Linked DNA regions of Anser cygnoides: region 1 is linked to region 2. The links are chromatin contacts, called in public Hi-C maps. All regions are on one chromosome and are shown on one strand. Each heading gives the region's core, a stretch centred on a gene start, on an enhancer-like site or on the middle of the called end of the contact. The rest is flanking DNA. Distances are from core to core; before and after follow the strand shown. Region 1 has its middle 19 kb from the start of PTP4A3. Region 2 has its middle 45 kb from the start of GPR20.

Region 1 (6,739 bases), core at 2,472-4,971, 63 kb before region 2:
AACTTAATTCCTGTGCAAGCCCTCAAACGGTTAAAGTTCTTACAGATGTAGTTGTCCACATAAATAATGACATTATTTATGGATACTTATAACCTTTATTCACCATAAAATAAATAAACAATTAAATGACAGCAACGATTGAGGCAGAAAAGTAATATTTTCCCCATATCCCCCCTGGAGTTTAACCCTGGGAGAAGGAAGGTGGTGATGGTGGCTGATGGCTCAGGTCACAGGCACTTCCCAGGCAAGCTCTGGCAAAAATAATCCCAAATCCAGCTGGAAACTTTACAGGGTACAGAAGGAGAAGAAGCAAAGGAGGCGGGATGTTTTCAAGACAGGGGATGCACCATCTCTCGAGAAGCCAGACATCTGCCTGCTTTCCACGGGGAGAGCTCTGCATCTTCACAGCCTTCCCCCGGGGTCTGATCCATGCTAACGGGACTCTCCCAACACCCCATGGGGTCAAATCTTCAAAGATTCAGGATTTAGATCACAATCTGGGGATGCACCACAGAGGCCTTCAGATCTGAGGGATTTTCAGAGCACACTGGAAAGGGATGGGTGACTTGGAAAGAAAATTAAACAGCTGGTTCCCTGCTTGGCCTTGATTTTCCTGGTGGAGGCAGATGTTTGATTCAAGGGTTTGGGCTGATAGCTATGCACCAGAGATACGGAGATCACAGAAAGGAGAGGGCACATTTTCAGATATATCTATGCTGAATCCTAAGCACATTTGCCTGAGGGGGGGATGTCACATGTATAATAATTTTAGCAAAATGCCGTAGCCTGTTAATTATCTGACAAACTAATAGAAAACAAATTTATAATAGAAAATCTGTTACTTTTTTTTTAAAATAAGGCGTACCCTTATTTAAGTGTTTTGTAAGCAAACCCAGGTCAGTGGAAATTTTGCGGCTGATTATATGAACCCTCGGCTTTAGATAGTTTATTCAGGATCAGCAATGTCTTATTTATCAGCCTACAGCTGAAGAAACGAAGAAATGAACTGATAGAAAGTAGGTACCCACTCTATACATCGGAGCAAGCTGTACTGACGGCTCCCACCGGGGCGGCTGGCACTCAGAGGCACTTGCAGCCAATTCCAGACACTGAAAAATCCTGAGTCAGCCCTTAAAACTCAAATGCCTGGCTTCAAAACCCACAAGAGACTTTGACATTTATGAATAATAATAACAACAGCAGCAGCAGCAACAACCTTGGCATCTTTCGGCTGTATTCCCAGCTTGCGTTTCCCAGCCAGCATTCACTTTTTGATCATGAAACCTGAGAATATCATATGTTAGAGGGTCCCAGGAGCTAGATATATCAGGGAAAACCTCAAATATTGCAAAACTAACAATAAAGTTACATGACTTGACACCAGCGTTGTGCCTGGCATCTTTATGAAGCAGGCTTATGTATATTTCTTTCACCTACCTAGACAAACCTACCAAATATCTGTCCTCTCCAGCAGCTAAGGGATTTCACAAGACAGTAAAACTCCAGTGAAAAAAAAAAAAAAAAAAAAAAAGTAATAATAAAATAAATTAAAAAATAATAAAAATAAGAGTAATAAATGACTGTCTTTGAAAAAAATATAATAATCATGTCATGTAAAATACTGGAGCTACTTAAACACCATCAGGGAGGAGTTGAGAAGTTTCCTAGCTGATTTCTGCACATGAAGGGATTCTAGCCCTTCTTTCTCTTTCGGGCATGCATTTCAACATGTTAAAGTTTTCTGCTTTTCTCAATTTCTTTGAGTTTTGCCCTGAAAAGGCGGAATGAGAGAGAGAGCAGGAAGAAGCAGAAACAGGAAAGCCAAAAATATCCTTGATTTTCGTTCTCCAAAAATGGCCAGTTTGGAGGTAAAAAAAAAAAAAAAAATGTTTTGCTTGGTGGGTTAAGGCAAATGCCCCTTTTTGAAAAAATAAAAATAAAAATAAAATGCTGCTTCCTATCCAAAAAAGCCTTCTGGCACTAGGAAATACGTGTTTTGATGCACTTAGGGCAAACAGAGAAGCAGGGGGCATGTTCAGGACTGCAGCCACAGTGCTGGCCTCTGTCCCCATCTCTGTCCCTTCCTCAGTTCTCCTGCCTCAGTTTCCCTCTGTGCAAAACACGCTAAAAATAACATCTCTCCTCCCAGAGGAAGCTCTGAGGAATAATTAACTAATGTTTGCAGAGTGTCATCAAGCGCTAATTGCTGTCATTAGGCAGGAGAGGAACAGTTGGGGTTTGCTTTGGTCCTAATGGCGCGTGTTTTCCTGGGTTCAGTAAGCCACTGATGGGGCTGTAAGTGGCTCCCCAAGGCTCTGAAAGAGTTTCTGCAAATATAAACACCAGCAAATTAATTTAGCACTCCGGGAAAGTGGAGGGTCCAGCCTCCACACAGCATGACACGTTAGGGATGAGCCAAATACTCTTGTTATTCCCGTTATTTTGGGAAATATATTAAAGGGCCAAGGCTGAGCTGTCTGTCTCCATCCTTTGATTTGTCTGACCTTTTCCTTCAAGTCTACCCTAGCAGATCACCCCAGTAGCAGCAGGGCCATCTGGAGCTGTGCCCCCGGAGCAGGCTCATCCCTCCCTTTCCTGGAGGATGTGCCAGAGACCAGCAGAGAGAGCATCCCCCAAGAGCCTGACACCCCCAGAACCTGCAGCCCTAAAGGCATTCTTCATGCTGGGAGGAGAAATAGCCACGGTCAGGCTAAGTGCATACCGGGAGCCACAGCTCTCATTTAATTGCTTTCTCCTAATAGACAAGTGGGGAGAAATAGTCTTGCTGATTAGCTTCTATTTGTGAAGACCTAACGAAGCAGGGAGATGGGAATAGTCCTTAACATGGACCTCTTCCAAAGACGTAGTGGAGGAGTCCTTCTTCCCAGCTCTTTGGTGTTTTGCAAGAGTCTTTTTAAGTACCTTTATACGCATATGTGCAGAGGCACACATACACTCTCAGAAAGCAAAGCAAAAAGTCAAATATTTGTACACAAAGCAAAACATCAAATATTAGTATTTGAAAAGTGGGTCTTGCCAAGCAAAATGTATTCAGCCCTGAGTTTTCCCTTTCAGTGCTTTAAAAACGGTTTATTTCAAAATACAAACTGACCGAACTTCTTAAGTGCAGAGTCTTTTATAGACCCAAACCCCAAAATTTTAAGCAAAACTTTCAAAGTCACTTCCTATCCCCAAAAAATGTCCTGGAGATGGGCGAGCCATTCAAACCCACCCTCCCTAAGAAACAAGGTTCCCCTGATGTAAAAACAAGTTTCTTGTTTTCTGCCAGTGAAAAATTAGCATTGATTGATTAGCATTGAGGAAAAATTAGCTAATTATAGTTGTGGGGCACAGGGTTGGTGGCATGGGGACATTGGGCAGGTGTGGAGGAAAAGGCGGCTTGATCCTCACTGCAGGTGTCCACCGAGGGGGGAAGATGGTGCCCCCCTTGCAATTTGTCCCCTGGCAGGGGAATTTGGGGCAGATCCCAGCAGGATGGCAGCGGCGCAGAGCAGCCCGGTGTCTCGATTCCACGGTGCGAAGCTGGAAGTGAAATGTTGTGAATATTCTCCTTTCCCCTGCGAAGAAAGTGCCCCTTCAGAGCCAGATGGGCCCGATCCTTCCTCTCACACCGAAGCCCCTGCAATTAGTAGGATTAAGCTTGGAACAAGCAGCCTGTGTTACCCCAATATGACATTAGATGTCACCCATGCACTGCATTTACTCTCTGTCCCCCCTGCCCCGGTCCCCACATTGGAAAGCCATGGAAAACCCCTTTCCCTCCCCAAAATCCGAGGTCTGACCGTTGGGTGATTCGGGTTGGGGTGGCCCTCAGGAGGTGTCCTGGTCCAGGCACCTGGAGATGGTCCCGACACCAGACGTGCTGACGGCCCAGGATCTGACACCTCAAGGGGGAAGAGGGGATGGGAGGGGGATATCTCACTGCCTCAGGCCACGGCCCTAAGCCTTGGGGTGCAGAGGGAGGTACGTGGCTGTAACCCAGCAGAAATGGGATTTTGGCTCACAAAATGGTCCGCAGCCCAGATATTTAACTCTCCATGCAGTCTGCGAGCTGGCACTGCTCATGCCCGGGCACCCTTCGATGGGGACTGAAGGGTTTGGAGACAGGACCCCGCTGGGAGGCACCCCAAATTCAGCAAGAAAGCAGGAAACTGTACAGCTATCAGCTGTGCCAGGGACAGGACCGTGGCCAGTGAGGACACAGGGCTCCCTCCCATTTTGTAAGGCAAGTGGGGTGCTCTCCAAAACCAGGATGGAGCCAGCTGAACCCCCCCGGTGCTGTTTGGGTGCTGTCCCAACCCTACACCGGGTGGAATGGGACATCTTCCAGCATCGTCTGGGGCTGGTGGGAGGAATCCTGGCATCCTCCAGCCCCGCAGAGGACCGAAGGAGGCCGACCTCATGGAAATCCCCTTCCACGTTCCCGGCAGCGGTGTTTCCTCTCTTGCAAGGGCTTGCGGTGGTGGCAGGCGGTGGGGGGAGAGGCACTTTAGGGAGCGTGTTTACAGAGCTCCTGCCAAACCACAGGAAGTCCCAGCTCCTGGGGATGAAGAGCAGGAGGAGGAGGAGGAAGAGGAAGAGGCCAAGGCTCTGTCAGCTCCTCTCCACCGCCACCGGCAAACGAAAGCCAGAGCACTGCGCTGCTGCTTTGCAGAGCCATGTGAGAGGCAGGAGGGGCTGAATCCTTCTCTCCTCACTGTTTTATCTCGGAGCAGCTCAGGGGGTGAAGGCTGCCAGCAAAAGGAGAAAAAAGCACCTGGGAAATTCATTGTTCTTCCACCCACATCTGCTGTTTGAGCATGGCCAGGGTGGCTTTGCTCAGACACCAGAGCCCTGGCAGCTGGGGGCAGACCCTTGCAAATAAAACAAAACAGCTCACAGCCCAGAAAGCCGGTATTTATTTGTTATAAAATCAATCTGAACTGATTTGGATATGCCGTTTATTTGTTGCATTCCTCTTTACTCACCTGGGGCTTGTTGCCTTATGTGGTTCTCCCAGTGTTTGAAGGGCTGGCAGCAGAGCAGATCGAGCAGCTGAGGGACCTGCTGCCGCAGCCACCGCTCCCGGCCACGAGATGCCTCTTGCCCATTGAGGCTATCAAAGTCTTGGACAGCGCGTTTGAAGATGCTCCTGCTTGATCAGAAGGCACTGAACACCTTAATCAACATATGTGGGACTGGCATAAGAGCTCTTGGGACCAGGCACCATGGGGATCTCCTTGCTGACACCTCCTGAGCAGGATTTGGGCAGCAGGTCCATGGCACGGTGAGCATTTCACATTCTTCCTGAGATTGCAGGGCCTCCTGCTGGCAGCCCTGGGTGGCCTTGGTTGCACCCTTGGCGAAGACCACGGCCTTGTTTGCATCCTTGGTGAAGACCATGGCCTTGCTTGCATCCCTGAAGACCACGAAGACCATGCCCTCATCATATCTAAAGGGAAGCATGGCTCAACGTTCGCTGGAGGAGCACTCCCTGTCCTCACCATTTGACTCGTTCAGCGAGGACAGATACTCCACACCCTGATTTATCTGTTCACATCTGCAGGGGCACAGACAGGCAGAAAAACAACCCATCTCCTGAAATATTACCTCATGCTGCTCGAGCCATTAGGAACTGCAAATTAATCTGTAACAGACTGGATTTAAGAGCGAAAGAAAAATATAACTTCATTTGCTGGACATGCTATTTCAGAATGAATAATACCGCTCGGTTTTAATAGCCATTAAACAGCCAGGCTCAATAAAAAGAAAAGAGCAAAGTTCCCAAGAGATTTCAGCTGACAATGAATATCATACTGAATATAGGCAGGAATAAGAGTTATGCTGGCATCGTTGCTGCACTGTAGTCTATATAATTAGTACATCTCCGCACTCCTTTTTGGCAACGGCTTTATCAAATCCCAGATGTCCACAGTGAGTTAAGAGTTGCTGGAGCACCTCGCAGTCAAAAACTTTGCTCAGGCTCTCATATCCTGCAGCGTTCGTAATCATTAGTTATCTGTATGTGATGCTGGTTCCCAGAAGAATGGCCTCTCCTATTAACTGAGCCATATTTAATCTCAGGAGAATTCAGGATGTATTTGTAAGAGAAATTCAGCAGGCTGTGCCAACATTTCTTTTTCTGTTACAGTGAATTCTTACATCACGAAGACCTCTGTGATAACCCAGGGGGACTGGGCTTCTCCTTCTTAAGCTAAAAACCCCAGTTCTGCAAGCTTTTCCTCCTACGTTAGATTTCCCAGCTCTTTCTATCATTCTTTTCCTGACTTAGAGCACGGTGACAAAAATACACTGCCCCACTTCCAAGCACGTAACTTTGACTTTCAGGCCGGGCTATGTGCTTGTTTACACCTCTCAGCGTGCTCTCTGCTCCCTCTAGAAGCGGGTGGATTTCCTGACTCACATTCGCCTGGTAACCCATTGCCCAAACCGGTTGTTCCCCATTCTGTATTTGTGCAGCTGCTGCTGCCTTATTCCACCCCGTGTCTCTCCCAGCTGAAGCTCACTCTACTTTCTTTTTGGCTATTCCTCCCCTAAGATGAAGCCGCCCTACATCCCAGCTTCATCCTCCAGTGCCATTCGCGGTCTTCGTCACGTTCTGCAGATCAAATAAGCCTCCTCTCTTAGTTCATCCACCCTGCAGAGCCACGCTCACCTTTCCCTTCCCCTCTAGGAGGCCACGTTAACAAGCATCCGAGCCATACATTTTAGATGGTTT
Region 2 (7,148 bases), core at 1,168-3,667:
GCCAGGCTGGATGAGGCCTTGGGCAACCTGATCTAGTGGGTGGCATCCCTGCCTATGGCAGGGGTTTGGAACTAGATGATCTTTAAGATCCCTTCCAACCCAAGCCATCCTATGATTCTAAGCAGTATGTCCAGTAGACCACAGCTCAACCTTTGCTGGACACGAGAGTCCACCTAGAAGAGACACTGCTCACACCTCACCCATGTAAGACCTGCTCAGTGTTTCACCACGGGCAGAGACCAGCCATGGGGAACAAAACCAGGCTTTGCTCATGAAACCAGCTGGCTTTTCCACTCTGCCCCCCATGGCCAAGGCAGGAAGGCAAAGACTGGAGGCTCCATGGAGGCCAAGGAACAGCAGTTTGCAAGAACAGACTGGTAAGGAAGGAAGGCTGACGCTAATTGTGTGAGCTCCTGAGTAATTACAGGGGTTTGGGTGGGGTAAGCAGGGAAGGGGGGAGGAAAGTCCCCTTGCACTGCTGTAGGCTCAGGGAGACTTTTCAGCAAGATGCCGGCTTGCAAGAAGGGAGAATTGCAGGTCAGATCACACCGGGGCACCGTAGCCAAAGATGTCCTTGGTTCGCCCCAGCGCTCCCCAAGCGCTCTGCAAGGCAGATCTTTATCTCCCCACCCGCTTTGAACCAGGCAGCTGCAAGGGGCACTGCCTCCAGGTTTGTGCAATAAGCAACTGGGCCTTCAATCAGCCTAATTGCTGCCTTTCCTCCCCACCAGAAGGGCCAGGGGGACTTCTTGAACGCAAGCATGTGTGCTGGAGGAACACCCGCCCGCGCTCCTGCCCGTACATGCTGTCTCCTACCTGCCTGCATTCCTCCTCGCCCTCCGTCACCAAAAATCATGCACCCCTTTGCAGGCCAGCCCCCAACTCTGCTCCAGGCCAGGCTGGTGCCTCTCCATGCACCCGTCCTCAAGAGGAGCATGACAGAAGCCCAGCAAATTGGGGTGTTTGGAAGGGTCTGGGTTGGTCACTCGTGGGTCCTGGCATCTCTTCCCAACTCGCAGCTCCTCGGTGGAGGAGTGGGTACCTGTGAGCCTACCAAAACCACATATCTCAGAGCCTTCAGTCATGCCAGAACCAAAATCAGTGAGATCCAGCCAGCTCAAGGTGGGCATCCATCGCGTGGTCTCATCCCCAGCTCTCCAGTCAGCAGGTATCTAGTCAAGAGTCGATACTGGAGACTCATGAGGGACCAAACTCCTGCAGACATCCAGCTCACATGGAGACCCACTCTGGAGACCCGCAAAGCCTTGGGAGATGACCGATCACTCTAAACTCACTCCATCAACATTATTAACCCATGTCAGAAAGCCAGCTCTCAGCAGAGCCATGGAGGAAAAAGCAGCAGAGACTTCAGTGAAGCCATGGTCCAGGTTCATGAAACTGGATAAAAAATGCTTCATGAGTGCCACTTTGTTCCCCGTTTGCAGCACACTGAGCTGTGACAAACCTCCCCTTGTTTTTTTCAGAGTGTTATTGGATTTCAAAGCCAACACCACCTTCTCTTGGGCATAACACCTCTCTCACTGTTCCCATCAACCTGCTCGGGGTTTGCAACATCTCCACCTGAGGACATGGAGCTGTCTGCAAAGGGACTTCCAACAACAACACCAACAGCATCAGGGAGAGGCTGTGAGGTGATGGCAGGCTGTGGGGGAGAAGGTCCCACATCTCCCTGGGGTCTGGAGAGCTTTGTGGGGCCGGGGCATGTATCAGGCACAGGAGGATGGGAGGTGCTGCCCCACTTGCACTGTGGTATCTGGAAACTCCCGTGTTCCTAAGGACGAAAATGTAGGGCAGATCTTGGGTTGGGAAGAAAATTAAAATGTTCTCAAGAAATGCAGCTAAAAAGTCAAGTGAGAAATTAAGTGCTGCTTGGCAAAGGTACAGGGACTCGGATCGCTGGAGGTGGGTTTTGCCCTGGGAGCTTTCCCTGCAAACAGAACAAGGAGGGGAAAGAGAAATGCTTTGCCCAGGCACATGCCACCAGCCCCACGCTTCAGAAGGGATTTTTGCAAATCGCTGCTCCTTGATGTGACCATGCCAGGGAGTCATGCTGCCCTGCTCGCCAGGCAGGACCTGAGGGGCAGAGAACTCATTTCAGCCATCAGGGAGAGAAAATGTTTGAGTGGCAGGAGGAGAAGAGGCTTGCACGGAGCCTGGAAAGGGCTGAGTCATTTGCTGACAGTGTCAGCAGCCAAGGAGAAAGCGCCGCTGCCAAACAGCCACCTGGATCTGTGTCAGAGCACCCTTAAAAAAATTATAATAAAAATTTAAACTGACAGCCTCTCCCGCATCCCGACGGAGAGCTACGTGTGCAGCCAGGGAGTTCCCTGCAGAAAGCAGCGGCGGTGGAAAATGCCTATCCCTGGCTGCAGGTGCTGGTTTCTGTTGCAACATCTCCCTTGGGGCTCGCGGAGCAGGGGAGGCTGCGCGGCTCTCCCACAGGAACCGGGCAGCCTCCAGGGACGTGTCACGGCCAAGCCGGGGCTCGGGCCAAGGACCGGGGGTGGGAGATAATTAGAGACCTGCCAGCTGGGTGCCGGGAGAAGCACGATGCGAGGGCTGCCTCCTCCGCCTCGTGGGGATAACCGCGGCGCTGGAAGCGGTGCTGACTTCAGCCCGGGACCGATTCACGGTGGGTGACAGAGGGCAGGGATCCGGGCTCAAGGCACTGAGAGGGGTCTTGATTTTGGTGTGTGGATGCTCAGCACCCCGAAGCAGGGCTGTAATCAAGAGGGATCATATGAAAACTCACCGGGTGCTGCCAAATGCCAGGGGCAAAGGTCTTGGGGCTCATTCTGGGTTTTAAACCTTCCGCGTGTGCTAACTGGAAGGAGATAACTCAACTTGGCAGTGCAGAAAACATCCAAAAACAGCCGAAAAACAGCCTGCTGTGACAGCTGTATCTACCCCACCTGTAGCCAAGTGGCCCAGACACAAAGTGTGGCTGAGTCCTTGTGGGTGCAGCTCCACAGCCTGTTCATCTGCACACTCCATCCTGGGAGGGTCTCAGGACAAAGCCCTGAGCAGGCTGGGATGACCCCAGTAGCTAACATTGCTTTGATCAGGAGGCTGGGCTGGGGTCCTTTCCAGCCTGGGCTATCCAGCGGTCCCACGGTGATCCCAGCAGAGAAAAAAATATCTTACAGCTTATAGGATGCAAAGCTGCAACAGACTCCAGAGAGCTATTCCTCTTGGGACATGCACCTTCTCCTAAAGCTGTGGCTGTCTCCTCCAACACCTTGTTTTAGGGTCAAGGCATCCCCAGCTGTAGAGGGACCTATGTCCAAACTGCATGCTCCCCACAAACACAATTCACCAATAATTATGAAGGCCCAGCTAATATGACTTTCTGCACAGCATGGTCCATGAAACAACTTTACCAAGCCCAGAAAGCTGCTTTTGGCTGTGGAGAGAAATGCAGCTTTTCTGTGATCAGCATGGTCCAAGGGATGGGCAGACATTTGTTGAGCTGCAGCAGCCTGGTGGGATGTCCAAGTCCTCAGCCTCTCACTGTTACCTTCAGCATCCTCTATGGAGAGCAGACACCAGACCCAAACGTTACACCCAATCTCAGACACCATCCAAAACAGATAAATCACTTTCCCACATGCACCCCATACTCAACCTCTCATCTGTTTTGAGTTGAGGGAGTTTTTCTCCTAAGATGAAGGTTTACCAAACACAAAGCTCTGCAGAAAGATGTCTGGCTCCATCAGCTGTTCCCACACGATCCATCGTGCCATCGACAAGGCTGAGCTGCACACCTCAATCTCTCCAGCCCTCGCTGAGGTCCCCTTCCCCAGGGATAAAACTTTTCTGCCTGGCTGGGCTGAACTCTGCATCCAAATGACCACTCCCTGTGGCTATCTGTCCACACCGCTCCACTATTTTTAATCCCTTCCCGGCTTCACCAGGAGCAATTTAGGGTTCATTTCCAGCCTGCTGGTGGGAAATACTGCGTGGCTTTGGATTTTCCTCAGAAGAAACAGATCCAGTCATTAACGACTCCCCATTGATCACCGCTTTTTGAGATCTGTCAGTTGGCCAATGCTTAGCTCATTTCACATGTGCTCTACTGATGTTGTATGGGGCTTTTTTCCCTCCCCTGCAATGCCACGTTGTACAAATCAAGCATTTTACAAGCATGTTGCACATGCAGTAACGTTTATAAACCAATCTTACGATCTAAAAGAACAAAATCAAGTTGGTACAACGAGACCTTTTTGATATAAAACCACATTGACTGGCATTTTTTATATTACTGTTCTCTATGTTTTTATGAATCAGATCCTACATCAGACTGTTATTATTAACCATCAGCCTGTTATTATTAGCCTGACATCACTCCTAGACGTGTCTGGCCCGTAAAGGCAGCTGAGCTGTTCAGCAGGCTCCCGAGGCTTAGCACCACATTAGTATGGGTCCTGGAGACTGAGAGGAGATGCTGGCCTGCTCATCAAAGCCTTTGCATCTCCCATGGAGCTGAGCTTCAGTCTTGCTCGGGTTGAGCTTCAAGCAGCTGCTCTTTGTCCAAGAATGGGTTTCCCTATTGCGTGCTGAGGTTTTTTGGGAAGCCCAGGTAGGAAGTAGGTGCAATTTGGCTAGGCTCACGGGGGCTCACAGCATCCCCCTGTGGCTTTGTAGAGCTGCCAAGGAGAGGAGGTGGTGGTGGTGGAGAGATGCTCCAGGTGCAGCTGGGTGAGGCTGCAAAGCCCTTTCTGGGTGTTAACAGCGTGCAGTGGGCTCTGACTCACGGGCTGCAGGATGGCAAGGATCGGGATGGACTCTAGGGTCAGACATGATGCTGGAGGAGGCCACCCCTTCCCTGAGAAGCTCAGGAAGACATCAGTCCATAAAAGAAGATGTCTCAGGTTTTGGACCCAAGACCGAGCCAGATCCTAGTGCCCAGTCCCACTGCTGTCTTGGTGCCTGCACCCACCCCATTTTTCTCTTCTCCTCCAGCAAAATCATCTACAACATTAAAAAGCAGCCGGCACAAAGAGCCATCTGCCCACCCATGCTCTCAGCCTGCCACCAGGGTAGAGAATCAGCGTCCTTAAGGACACAGCCTTGAACAAAAGCCAGGGAATAAACCCAAAACAAGTTCCTCTGCAGCCTGACCTTTTATTGTCCGCACAGGGCTGCCAAACCAAACTGCGCCGCGGGGCCCTCACGCTCCTTGCAAGCTCAGCCCAGATTCCTCCCACCGAGGCTCGCGGGGACTCCCCGGGTGCGAGGAAGGCGATGGGGGGGGGGAGGAAGACAATGGGGGGATCCTCAGGGTGGGCAGACAATAGCTGGGGAGGGGTCGCTTCCTCTGCCTCCATCCAGGGAGGGGGGTCCAAGGGGGCTGGGACCCACAGCTCCTGGCAAACGGGAAGGTGAAAGCAGATGCTGTCTTTGGGTTTGACTGCACCAGGAGGATGCAGCGGGTTTAGTTTTCTCCCCTCTGGGGTCTGTTTGGGCCACACCGAAAAAATAAATAAATAAATATAATTGTCCCCCTATGAAAGTCTGGTGCTGGAAGAAAAGCTTAGCTCTGGGCTGTGCTCACCCTAGAAAATCAATTCCTAGCTTTGCTTTTGCTGCCCTGCATTTTTCTCCATCGCCGCCCCGCTCAGCTTGCGAGCTTCTGAGGACACGAGCAGAGCTCGAGCGGCCAAGGAGCCCTTTGCTTGGGGGGGACAAAGCCTGCTCCCCCCGCCTGCGAGCACGCAACCAGGGCTTGTCCACATCAGTCGGAGCCGGCTGCCTCCAATTAGCAGCGGGTGATAAATCTGGAGGGGGGAGATGACAACCCGGCAAGATGAATCCAAGCGTCCTGCCTTTTCGGTTCTCTTCTGCTCATCATCACAGGGCCGGGTTTGCCCATTCCTGATGGACTAACCGAACAGGGAACCTGGTTTGTGTCCTCCCACCAGGCAGCAGAGCACTCCCAGCATCACTTGTCCTGCTGTTAGTGGAAGGAGATGCCAAAAGCATCCCCTGTTAGCCCATGGATGGGCTCAGTCCAGCATGGACACACAGTGCCAAGCATGGGACCCTACCCCGAACCCACTTTGGCTTGGTGGACAGTTTGGGTGAGAAACTACCTGGTCCCATGGTCTCCTTCAACATCAGGCTGGTGCAATCACAGGCATGATTTGCAGAGGATGTGGGCAGCCAAGAGAGGTGATTCCCAACTTTATTCCCTTGTCCAGCCCAGAACAGGAGAGCTGGGAGCCCTGAAAGCCAGAGTGATGGTCACGATGCCGCATGGAGACCCCACCATGAGGAGCTGTCAGTGCAAGACCTGGCACCACCGTGACACACAGGAGCCTGGGGCAGGGCACCCCAAAACATCACTGCCGTGTGTTTCCAGCGGGAGAGCTGCTGGCATGGGATCAAGGGGAGAGGAAGAGCTTTGGCCAAGCAGACAGGGCGGGGTGGCCCAGCACTGCCCTTCCAGCCCTCCCCGGCTTCTCCCGGCTCAAGGAGCTCCACCCCGGCTCATGTGGAGGCCTGGCTCGGGTCTCAGACTGTTTTTTGGGGTTTTTTTTGCCCCGTGGTTTTAGGGAGGCTTCGCCCTGATCCTGCCAAGCAGAGGAAGGTTCCCCTCAATGCCATGCTCCCCAAGGGCAGTGGCTGCTTTTCCCCCGAAAATCTGGAGGGAACATAACCTCCTTGAGGGCTTTTCAGCCTCAGCGTCATTTGGGTTGAAACTGCCCAGGATGATTCACATAAATCTTGCTTCTTTAGGAAAACAAGGGAAAAAAAAAAAAAGCCGGGGTGTGGTGTAAAAGCAGCTCGCTGTGCCAGCAGCATCCCTGCTGGGTTTGCTAAGCCTTCTCTGGTGGTTTGCAACCCAACTCTGCAACTGGCTCTTTTGGGAGGCCATAAACCATCCTTGTGACTGGCATGGCTTTGGGGACTGCTAACCCCGGGAGTGATGGAGAGCAGTGTCTGCTCTGCAGACCTCTGCAAACTGCTCCGTCAGAGCCCAGCCTTGCTCTGAATTCATCCCCCCAAGGAAAAAGGGGGCTCACGACCATTTCTCAGCTCTGCTCCCCCCTAAACAAAGTGTGCAGCTCAGCAGAGAGTTTCATCCCACAGCCTTGCATTTGGTTTATGGTGCATTTCCCATTGTG

The links. A called contact is a pair of places that touch in the nucleus more often than the background predicts.
Region 1: a contact with region 2 is called in a Hi-C map of fetal liver, with 2.4 times the contacts expected there. The contact joins two enhancer-like sites. A contact is called at or near these places in 5 of 7 Hi-C or Micro-C datasets (fetal liver, granulosa cells and liver).

What each region holds. Positions count from the first base shown.
Region 1 is chr2:159,967,588-159,974,326 of Taihu_goose_T2T_genome, reverse strand. No RefSeq gene overlaps it. Among named protein-coding and RNA genes, the nearest start is that of PTP4A3, 19 kb to the right of the region's middle. Within about 2 kb of position 3,721, at least 1 of the 3 cell types and tissues checked has open chromatin away from gene starts, as enhancers often do. A contact at or near this core is called in fetal liver, where this site is marked.
Region 2 is chr2:159,902,555-159,909,702 of Taihu_goose_T2T_genome, reverse strand. No RefSeq gene overlaps it. Among named protein-coding and RNA genes, the nearest start is that of GPR20, 45 kb to the right of the region's middle. Within about 2 kb of position 2,417, at least 2 of the 3 cell types and tissues checked have open chromatin away from gene starts, as enhancers often do. A contact at or near this core is called in fetal liver, where this site is marked.